Linked DNA regions of Ovis aries: region 1 is linked to region 2. Evidence: chromatin contacts called from public Hi-C data. All regions are on one chromosome and are shown on one strand. The core of a region is the stretch at or near the end of the contact, and the rest is flanking DNA. Distances in the headings are between cores, read along the strand shown. Region 1 overlaps NDEL1 (nudE neurodevelopment protein 1 like 1). Region 2 holds the start of NDEL1 (nudE neurodevelopment protein 1 like 1).

Region 1 (4,804 bases), core at 1,628-4,127, 61 kb after region 2:
TCTGTAATCTGCCTCAAAATTTGAAGCAAATTGAGGGCACTAGCTTGGCCTTTAAAATATAAATGTGTTACTTGATTTTTTTTAAGAAAAATGAGAGTGGAGGCAGGTGGCATCTTTGCAATCATGTTCCTGTGACTTGGAGCATCTTATCTGAAAACTGGTCCCATGGCTGTTAAAAATATGATATACGGGGATGTGTGTGTGTGTGTTAGTTGCCCAGTCGTGTCCTACTTTTTGAGACCCATGGACTATAGGCCCACCAGGCTCCTCTGTCCATGGAATTCTCTAGGCAAGAAATACAGTAGCCCTTAAAAAATTTTTTTTATAATTTTATTTATTTTTGGCTTTGCTGGGTCTTTGTTGCTGCTCATGAACTTTTCTCTAGTTGGTGAGCAGGGCTGTTCTTTATTGTGGTGCATGAGCTCTAAGGCGTGCAGGCTTCAGTAGTTGTAGCACGTGGCTCAGTAGTGGCAGCTCCCACACTCTAGAGCACAGGCTCAGTAGTTGTGGTACATGGGCTTAGTTGCTCTGCAGCATGTGGGATCCTCCCAGATCAGAGAATGAACTTGTGTCTCCTCCATTGGCGGGCAGAGTGTTTACCACCGAGCTACCAGGGAAGCCCCTTTTTTTAATTTTAAGGAGGAAAAGTCTCTAGTAATACTAATGTAACAGGCTTCTTATGTAAGATAGCCCACATGAAGAGGAGGCCAATTTGAAAACAGGATAAAGCTTATGGTGTTGGTGTTCTGCACGTGGGGTAATACTTTACTCTGCTGCCCGCCTGCACCCACAAGAGTTAATGTTTCCTGTCAGCTCTGAAGTCTTCACCAAGCGAAGCTGAACAGATGTTTCACTAGTGCACTTGTGGGGTGTTTTCAAGTTTGCTGCCCCTGTTAACATAGGGGAGATCCTGCCCGGATCATGGTTTGCAGGCGGAGGTCTGGGATAAGGGTGCTGGGCTGGCAGGCCTGGGCGGGTTTTCTGACACATGCCTGCATCAGCAGTGATGTCATGTGAGGCTCAGAGCTTGAATTACCCTCTGTAAGTTTTGAATCAATCTAACAATGTGATAAGTTGTAACTACTCGTCTGTGGTAGTAAGAACAAAGTCAGTCTCAGTAGCATTAATACAAACGTCTGCTGGTGGGGGAATGCCGTGGTTAGGATAACCGCTCAGCTGGACAAGTGACCATGGAGCCACTGACCTGTAAGTCATGCGCATCCATGCGTCAGTAAGAAAAGGACACAAAATCGATGAACACGCAGTTGCAGCTTTCTAAAACAGAAGTGAAAAGATGGACTAGTTTTACTCTGTGGATCCTAAATTTTCCTGTTAAGTGGCCCAAATTTTGAAGCCACGAGACTGATTTTCTTTCACTGAAGACATGTGCTAGGAGTTGTGAGATCTAAGTAGCACAAAGCAGGGGCTCCCTGGACCTGCCAGGTGACTGGGCTGAGGCCTCCTTGGGGAAATTTTACCACGCAGATGCCCTTAGGTTCCACCCCAGAACTGCCTAGTGAGGAGAGTTCTGTATTTCATAGATGCTTAAGTGCCAGCAATCATAAGACATACCTTTATTTTGTAAAGCAGTAGAAGTGTGCAATTCTAACTATGAAAATGCTTATTATTAAGACTTTGTATTTAAATTTATGTTTGGCTGTGCTTTGTTGCTACATGGGCTTTCTCCAGTAGTGGAGCGTGGGCTTCTCATTGCAGTAGCTTCTCTCGTTGCAGAGCATGGGCTCTAGAGCTCAGGTTTCAATAGGGGCTTTGCTGCTCCACAGAATTTGGAATCTTCCTGGATCAGGGATCAAACCCATCGTCTCCTACATTGGCAGGCGGATTCTTATCCACTGAGCCGTTGGCAAAGCCCCAAGACTTTGTATTTATTTAAAGAGCCCTTCTAGACTTTATGCAAATTTTCATTATATCACACTTATTTAATTCATGTACAGAAAGGAAAATGTGAGACATACTCCTAGACTTCACATTGTAATTCCGATGTTCTGAATTGTGTCTTGACCCAAGGGGTCCTTTTCCATGTTTTCCTGAGCAATGTCATCCTCTGCGGCACAGTGAGCACTGGCTGTGCAGCTCTGCTCCGCTGCTGGCTCCAGAACTTTCTTCTAAGCTGCTGATACTCTCACTACAAGATCTGGTGCTGGGCTTTAATGACCTCACCAGGAGTCAGGCAGTGACAACCACATGACAGCTGCCACCTCCTGAAGGTGATTGTGGGGTGCCTGAGTTGACACACGTGCGAACAGGAGCATCTCAGCTTCCATATGGTATGGTCCTTGACGGAGGCAGCACTCTGCTCAGATGTCCCAGTCAGATCCAGTGTTGAACAGTCCGATTATGTCACATTACATCTTGAGTAAGCTTCACTACATCCAGTTAGTGGGCATGGAATCTATTATTGGCCTTCTTTGAAAAAATAAACAGGCCTCAGTGCTGTAATGCATCAAACGTGAGTTTGTAATCTTGGCTCAAGGCTTGGGGACATGATCATACTTGTACATGTGGTACACAGATGCTGTAATTATGGTAATCATACTTTGTGTGTGTGGTACATGGATGCTGTAATTACGGTAATCATACTTTGTGCATGTACATGGATGCTGTAATTACGGTAATCATACTTTCTACATGCAGTACATGGTGGTGTAATTAGGGTTAACATTCTTGGGAAACTGGTATTATCATGTCAATATACCCTTACTGGTAAGTTTCGTACTACATTTCTGAAAAGGATTGTATGAGACATTTCACATGATTTGCTAGATTCCCAAAAGATGGTGGCTACATAAGGAAGTAGACTGCCCGGTTGGTCCTGATGGTGCGCAGATGCAGCATTTCAGCAAACGTGCAGTATTTGGGAAAGCTCTCGGGGCCGGGACTGGGAAACCTCTGTGGATGGGGACTCCCCTCAGCTTTCAGCCATGGGCTTCCCTCAGGCCTGCCTGCCTAACTAGGGGGTGAGGAGCCATCGTGTCCACTTTCTAGATTCTAACTCATGGACTGTTGTGATTTTTTTTAAGGAAGTGGTGGTTCCTAGAGTCTGAACTGTGGGCTCTTCCTGTCTTGATAAACATGTCTGTTGTCATAGCAACATTGGCTTCAGGAGGAAAGGGACATGAGTCAGTGATACAGAGAGCCATAGGGAAGGCTGGTTAAGAATTTGGTTTCTACCTCATTTCATTTTAGTTGAGGTTTCCAGGAAGGGGGAAAGTTGGTGACAGAAAGGGTGCTTGTCTTCCTGATGTCAGCATGCCTAGGATAGGCAGGCTGGGAACAGGTGTGTTATCTCTGCTAAAGAAAGAGAGTCTTCTAGAATGTCTGCATTCTAAGAGAGTTCATCTAGACTGCATTCCACAAAAGGCTAAGGTTTCTCCACACATTCTGGAACCCCCCCTCTCATTGGACCATATGCCCGTGGCTGGGCGCTGGCCAGCTGCTTTGTCTTTGACATGCCCAGAACCCAGCTCCCAGCTATAGTTGCGTTTCATGAACAACCTCAGACTATGAAGCAGTGGTTTGTTTAGTGAAGAAAGGTCCTGTCTAGATAGCGTCTTTGTGGAATCAGGAATTGGAATCTATTCATGTAGGTCGTGTTTCTCCTGAGCTGGCAAACAGTATGACGTGAACACCAGTTAAACCAGCTAGCAAGGAAAGGATTCTTTTTCAGAAAAGCCTCTGAATTCCACAAACCCTTGGACTGAGATACCAAAAGCAAGGGTGAGAAGACATGAGAGAGGGTAAGTGCAACTCACCTTTTCTCCTGTGGTAGTGACAATTTTGAGAAAGGGAACACTTTAGCCCATTTTCCATATCCTCGCAACTGCTAAGCAGCTTCAGTATGTACTTCAGACCACTGGAACCAGCCTAACTTGAGCATATTAAAAAAAAAACAAACCAGCATGGCTACATGACTGTGTTCCCCTAGATTTCTCTCTGGCCCATCCTACCTGGCCCACAGCTGCCCGTGGATCACACCACCGAATCCTCCCAAAAGCATTTTTAACGTGCATCCTGTCTGAAAATAGCCTGAAACTTATCAGGCCTCTTGAAATACTCTAATCCAGTAATGGGCTTCACTGATTGGACACTGAAACAAACCCTCCTCGAGGCTTCATCCCACAGTCCTGGACCGCTCATCGGGAGAGCAGGACAGCCGCCAGCCCGCCCAGAGAACTCACCTGTCACCTGACAGTTTCTGGGCGTGCGGTGCCCTTAGAACAAGCAGCCTGGCTATCAGCACGGTAAGTCTACATAGCGTCCAACCAGAACAGAAGGTGAGAAAACAGATTGCACATTCACATGATTATTCTTGTTTATTGAGGTCTGTTTATTCTCCACGGGTGCTTTTTCCTCCAAGTAAACAGAGCAGGCGTAAATATCTATAATGAATAAATTTATTGTCTTACAAAAATCATTGTCTAGAAATATGGGAATACAAGAAAAGATATTTGCAGTCAGGTGTCTGGTGGTCAACAGCCAATACAATTCATAAAGGGGGAAAAATCAAAGATTCCAAACCCACATGACAAATTCTTCCCAACAGATGTTAAAGCTTTTAACCCAAAAGGTTTGTGTTTTCAAGCATGTTGCAGAGGATCAAGGATTTATAATTAACACTGATTCATTGTCACTGAATGTTTATAATACCACTTAGACTAGAGAGGTACATGATCTGAAGCACAGTCAAAACTTAATACATTAAATTGTTACAGAGGCAAATAATATATTTAACATTGTCTTAGTACTGTAGTGTCTAAGGCACTTTCTGTAATGTCAGTTTGAT
Region 2 (5,517 bases), core at 1,915-4,414:
GGTGATCCTCCTGTTGCTTCCTGCTCCCTTGCCATGACAGGGCACAGGGTGAAGGGCTCAGATCAGCCTCAGTAACTCTTTGTCACCCAAGGTCATACACAGATATTTGGGTGATGTGCTTATATACACTTGTCCTTCATCTCACACTCAGAGGGTCTCCGAGCTCCAAAGATCAAACACCACAGAGATAAAGACGGAGGCAGAATAAAACCAATAAAGGAGAACTGTCCCTGATACCACATGAAACAGAAGTAAGTTTCAGAACAGTCTGTGTGACTCTGTTTATGGAAATGATAATATATGATCGTTTTTATAGAGGACAAATCTGGAAGTAGACACATCCAACTTGTTAGTGGTTATCACTGGAGAAACTTTCTGACTCATACATTCCTGTGATCCTTGAATGTATATTTCTTTCATGATCAGAAAAAAAATAAGAATAAGGCAGGAGTTGGGACTTCCCCGGTGGCCCAGTGGTTAAGAATCTGCCTTGAAATGCAGACTGGGGCTTTCCTGGCTGTCCAGTGGCTAGGACTCTGGGCTCTCACTGCCACGGGCCCATGTTCAGTCCTTGGTGGGGGACCTAAGATGTCACAAGCTGTGCTTTGCGGCCAAGAAAAAAGATTATATTACCTACTCTATAGGATTGTGATGATGATTAAATAAATAGATACAAATAATGTGCCTGAACCTACAAGATGGGAGGAAATATTTGCAAATGCTATGACTGATAAGGGATTAATATCCAACATATGTAAACAGCTCATACAACCCAACATCACACACACATACACACACACAAACCCGATTAGAAAATGGGCAGAAGAACTGAACATTTTTCCTAAGAAGAAATGCAAATTGGCCAAGAGGCTCACAAAAAGATGTTCAGCATCAATAATCATCAGGGAAATGCAAATCAAGTGTCCACTCAGCCCATTGCAGGCTGCCCTGTTTGGCTCCAGGCAGATCAGGGGCTACCCGGGGGGTTCAGTTCATTCCTGCCCCCGTGAGTTTCCTGGACTCACCTCCTCCTGCCAGGCTGCCCACACCTCTGAAATCTTAGTCTAACTTGTTCTCTATGGCCGACCCCCCGGCTCTCCTTCTATCCTTACATAGCCTGGGGGTGCTGATACTCTGGGGAAACCTGGGGCCTTTGAGCAGAAAACAGGCCCTGCCAGGGCACCCAGCTTGGAAGGTGGACAGGTGCTGCTTTCATTCCCAAGCCCCCTACCCCCGGCCCTCAGCCCCCTCTGTCCAACCTACACTGAAGCAGCCACAGAACATCTTCACGGGTGTTCCTCCTCATGCCTTCCCTCCCTCTAAAGACTTCCGTGGCTCCCCACTGCCCTCGGTACAAGGCCCACCCTCCTCAGTCTGCACATGAGGCCCACACTACCTTTCCCACATGGTTTTCTGGACAGCCCCCTTGCCCTGGGCCAGCTCAACCCACGCAGCATAGCCACAGTGCTGGCTTCTAGTTCAGATCCCTTGAGGCCTTGGGCTTCTGGGGCTCTGTGATTTTTTCCGGCTTTTTTTTTTCCTGGCTGTAATGCCTTTCTTCCTCATCACTTCCCCACTGGCATCTTTATCTTTTAAGACCCTGAAGGAGGAGTTCCTAACTCATCTCTGTTGACTGTAGCATAGGGTCTTGTGTCTGGCGATAGTGTTTAATAAGTCAGTGTTTGTGAAATGAATAAATCCAACTTCTCAAGCCTAGCTTATGTGCATGAGGGGTGTGTGTGTGTATGCACGCGCTTTTCCTGCACAGGAGCGTGTGAAGTTCAGACAATGAAGTCATTCTACCTTCTTTTTTTTTTTTTTTTTAATAGTTTTATTTATTTATTGGCTGCACAGCGTCCTCCTTGCTGCCTGGGCCTTTCTCTGGTTGCACAGAGTGGGGGCTGCTCTAGTTGCAGGGCCCGGGCTTCTTGTTGCTGCGGCTTCTCTTGTTGCAGAGCACAGGCTCTAGGGCACAGGGTCAATAGTTGTGGTGCACAGGCTTGGGCTTAGTAGCTCCATGACATGTGGGATCTTCCTGCACCAGGTATAGAACCAGTATCTCCTGCATTGGCAGGCAGGCAGATTCTTTATCACTGAGCCACCAGGGAAAGCCCCTACCTTCTATTCTAATGGCTTTTGGAATCCACACCAAAATTCTCCCCACCCCCTCAAGTCACAATAGATTGAGAACTTTCGTCTGGCTGGAGATGGGAGGATGAGCCCACCACTGGGTTAGAGCCTTACTTAGCCACTGTACACCAATGTTGTCTTTGAAAAAGCCTGATCTCTGGCAGATTCTCCAGGAGGTGAGTCTGGGAAGGGGAGGGAAGATGGGCTAGGAAAGAAGGAGGGACAAGTGATGGAATCTGAGGCTTTTAAAGAAGAAATCCCCCCGGGAAAACAATCCAGTGGTTTGTTTTGGTAATTTTTGCCACATCAAAGTACTGCATGTACAACTGTTGATTTTTCTTAAAAACAAAAATAACAAATAGGAGCCATATTTTAAACATAAATATTTACTCTCACCTCATTCTGAGCATCCATACTGTGAAATCACAGGTCTGATGTTCTAATCATATTTTAATGAACAGCAATATGAATACATAATAAGCAAAAAAAAGATTCACTTGGGTACCACCGGAAGCGGTGGCGTGCATAGGCCTCTGAACACGCTGATCTGAGACGTGCACGGAGCTTTGCACACCCTGATCTGAAACGTATGAATGGGGATGAGGACCCTGGGAGCTACAGAGGCTCAGGATGGTCTCAGAGCTGAAAGGGTCCACTTCAGGACTCTTGAAGGCTGAGCCCAAGGCTGGTTTCAGTGCTTGAGAGCCCACTGGCCGGGAAGCCACAGAGTGGGATGAACCAAAGGAATCCTGCGCAAAAGAGAAAACTAGCTTGGACTTGAGGATGAACCTGGCAAGAACCGACGGTGGCTCGAGGGTACTGCGGGCTGCGGGAGGAGGCCGAAGGGAGCAGGGGTGGGGCACCGGGCGAGCAGGAAGGCTGAGTCACGTCCCAGTCGCGTACGAGCCGGCGTGGATTGCGTCCTGCAGCTAACTCACCTGGGCTGCGTGCGTCCCCGCCCCATTCCCTGCACCGTCATAAAGCGCCAGCCGCAGGGGCAGAGATGCTCTGGGACAGGTGGGGGAAGGGAAGCTAAAGAGCAGGGAAGATTTGTTCGCCGGGCGGTTCGTGGAAAGGAAACTTCGCACTTCCTAGGGGGTGGCAGCTGTAGGAGAAAGACTGTTTGAAATTAGCCCTTTGTTGGAGGATTTTCTCAGCCTTCACTCTTCATCCGGAGCTGAATGCCTCACTGACAGCTGAGAGTGCTCAGTGCTTGAGACAGGTAAGGCCAGGGTCAGGGAGGAAAAAAATCAGGAATCAGGAGAGGAAAAAAAATGTTCTTTTGTAAATAAAAATAGTGCTTCGTGTTGAAAAAAAGTGGAAATTTCATAAAAAGCACACATGAAAACATCAGCTTTATGCCACCTCTACAGATAAATATTATAAATATTTTTGTTTATTCTTTCAGCTCCTATATATATAGCTATGCTAAAAATAATTATATATTATGTATAATTATAGCATGTAATGATTTTAGAATAAGTGGAATCACACTGAATAAACACTTTTAGGACCTGACTTTTTCAGCACCTGAAAACTTTATTTTCTTTTACACCCTTATTTTTAATGGATTGTTGTTCAGTTTCTGAGTTGTATCCGACTCTTTTGGACCCAATGGACTGCAGCATATCAGGTTTTCCTGTCCTTCACTATCTCTTGGAGTTTGCTCAAACTCATGTCCATTGAGTCGATGATATAGTCATTTATTTAATTAATGTATCTATCGATTGACATTTAAGTTTCCAATTTCCCCCTATTATAAAATTTTCTGTAATGTGTTTTTTTAATTGCAAAATCTTGGTGTTATTTCCTTTATCAAACCTAAAAATAAACAGCCAATTATATTGCTAGCAAATAAAAAGTTTTTGTTTTCTTTTTTCCAGAATAGTAGAGAAATTGCAATTTGGGGCAAGAAAGCTATAGCAAAAGTCATAGGCAAGTCCAACAAAGGAGAGGAATGTTACTTTGTAGAGCAAAAGGAGGCAGTTGGAGTTAATATGAAGAAAGTCCACTGGGGGAAAAGGAGAGTTCAGGCTGGAGGGCACTTCCCATTGGCTGGTCTGGTTGCTGGGTGAGAAAAATTCTTCCTTTTGGGGTCTGTAATTGATGTGGAGTGGTAGCATGTGAGAGTTCTCCCTTCTGGCCACCCAACTTCATTTAATTTAATTAATTAATTTAATAGCTTTTGGCCACACCACAGGGCATGCAGGATCTTGGTTCCCTGATTAGGGATCCACCCCATGCCCCTTGTAGTGGAAGTGGGGAGTCTTAACCACTGGACCAGCAGGGAAGTCCCTCAGCTTCATTTTAAATGGGAATTCCCTGGCAGTCCAAAGGTTAGGACCCGAGTTTTTACTGCTGAGGCCTTGCAGGCCAGCCAAAAAAGAAAAAAAGAGGTTTCCTTTCTTCTGTTTCACACTTTAAATAATTATTAGAAATGGAATGGAGGAGTCAAAGTATAATATAATTTTAAAGACATGGTAAAAATTGTCAAATTCCCTTTCATAAACTGTGCCAATTTAAACTTCCTCCAGTAGCATATGAAATTGCCTTGTCTCACCCACCTTGCTTGGGTATTATTATAAATTGGTCTTTACCCCACTCTCCCCAGTACGTTCAAGAAAGTAGATGGAGAACTAGAAACAATTTTTTTTAAAGAACTAAGTGGAAATTCTAGAATCAAAAAATACAATTCCTTAAAAAAACCACAACTCTATAGATGGGTTTAACAACAGGTTACTATTATTATTGTTGTGTTGATTATTTTTTGGCCACATTGTGTGTCTTGTGAGATCTTAGTTCCCCAACCAGGGATTGAATCTGTGTCACAGCAGTGAAAGCGCTGAATCCCAACCACTGGACTGCCAGGGAATTCCCAGGTTAGATATAACAGAAGACAGGATTAGTAAACTGAAAGCTAAGTGGGCAGAAAATACTCAGTCTGAAGGATGGGACTGGGGTTGGGAGGAAGATGGAAAATACAGAAAAGAGCATAAGAGAATATGGAATGTGATGTAAAGGTCTAAATACATTTAAAAGAGTGACTTGTTCAGAAGCAATAGATGAAGAGTTATGGATCACAAATTTTACAATATTAGTAAAAAACATTCAACCACAAATTCAAGAAACTCTACAAATCTCCAACAAAATACATACCACTCCCCCCCCAAAAAATCGCTACCTGACCGCACTGTAGTAAAACTTCTGAAAACCAAAGTCAAAGATAATTTTGAAAAATTGTCTGAGAAGAAAAGACACATCACCTTCAGAGAAGCAAAATAGTACATCTGATTTCCAAGATAAATGTGCAATCCAAGAGAGGGTGCATGCCAAGACTACATGCTAGAACCTTTTAAGGACTGAAAGAAAATAGCTGCCAACCTAGAA

What was found. A called contact is a pair of places that touch in the nucleus more often than the background predicts.
Region 1: a Hi-C map of tail adipose tissue shows a contact between it and region 2, with 2.4 times the contacts expected there. The contact joins the enhancer-like site here to the promoter of NDEL1 in region 2. A contact is called at or near these places in 4 of 16 Hi-C or Micro-C datasets (liver, mixed tissues, muscle and 1 more).

The regions. Positions count from the first base shown.
Region 1 is chr11:27,876,219-27,881,022 of ARS-UI_Ramb_v3.0, forward strand. NDEL1 (nudE neurodevelopment protein 1 like 1) reads left to right here. Exons shown (of 11, transcript XM_042256673.2): 11 at 1-3,915. MYH10 (myosin heavy chain 10) reads right to left here. Exons shown (of 44, transcript XM_060394825.1): 44 at 4,398-4,804. Among named protein-coding and RNA genes, the nearest start is that of NDEL1, 61 kb to the left of the region's middle. Within about 2 kb of position 2,878, at least 6 of the 54 cell types and tissues checked have an H3K27ac peak or open chromatin away from gene starts, as enhancers often do.
Region 2 is chr11:27,814,490-27,820,006 of ARS-UI_Ramb_v3.0, forward strand. NDEL1 (nudE neurodevelopment protein 1 like 1) reads left to right here and starts at 3,165. Exons shown (of 11, transcript XM_042256673.2): 1 at 3,165-3,352.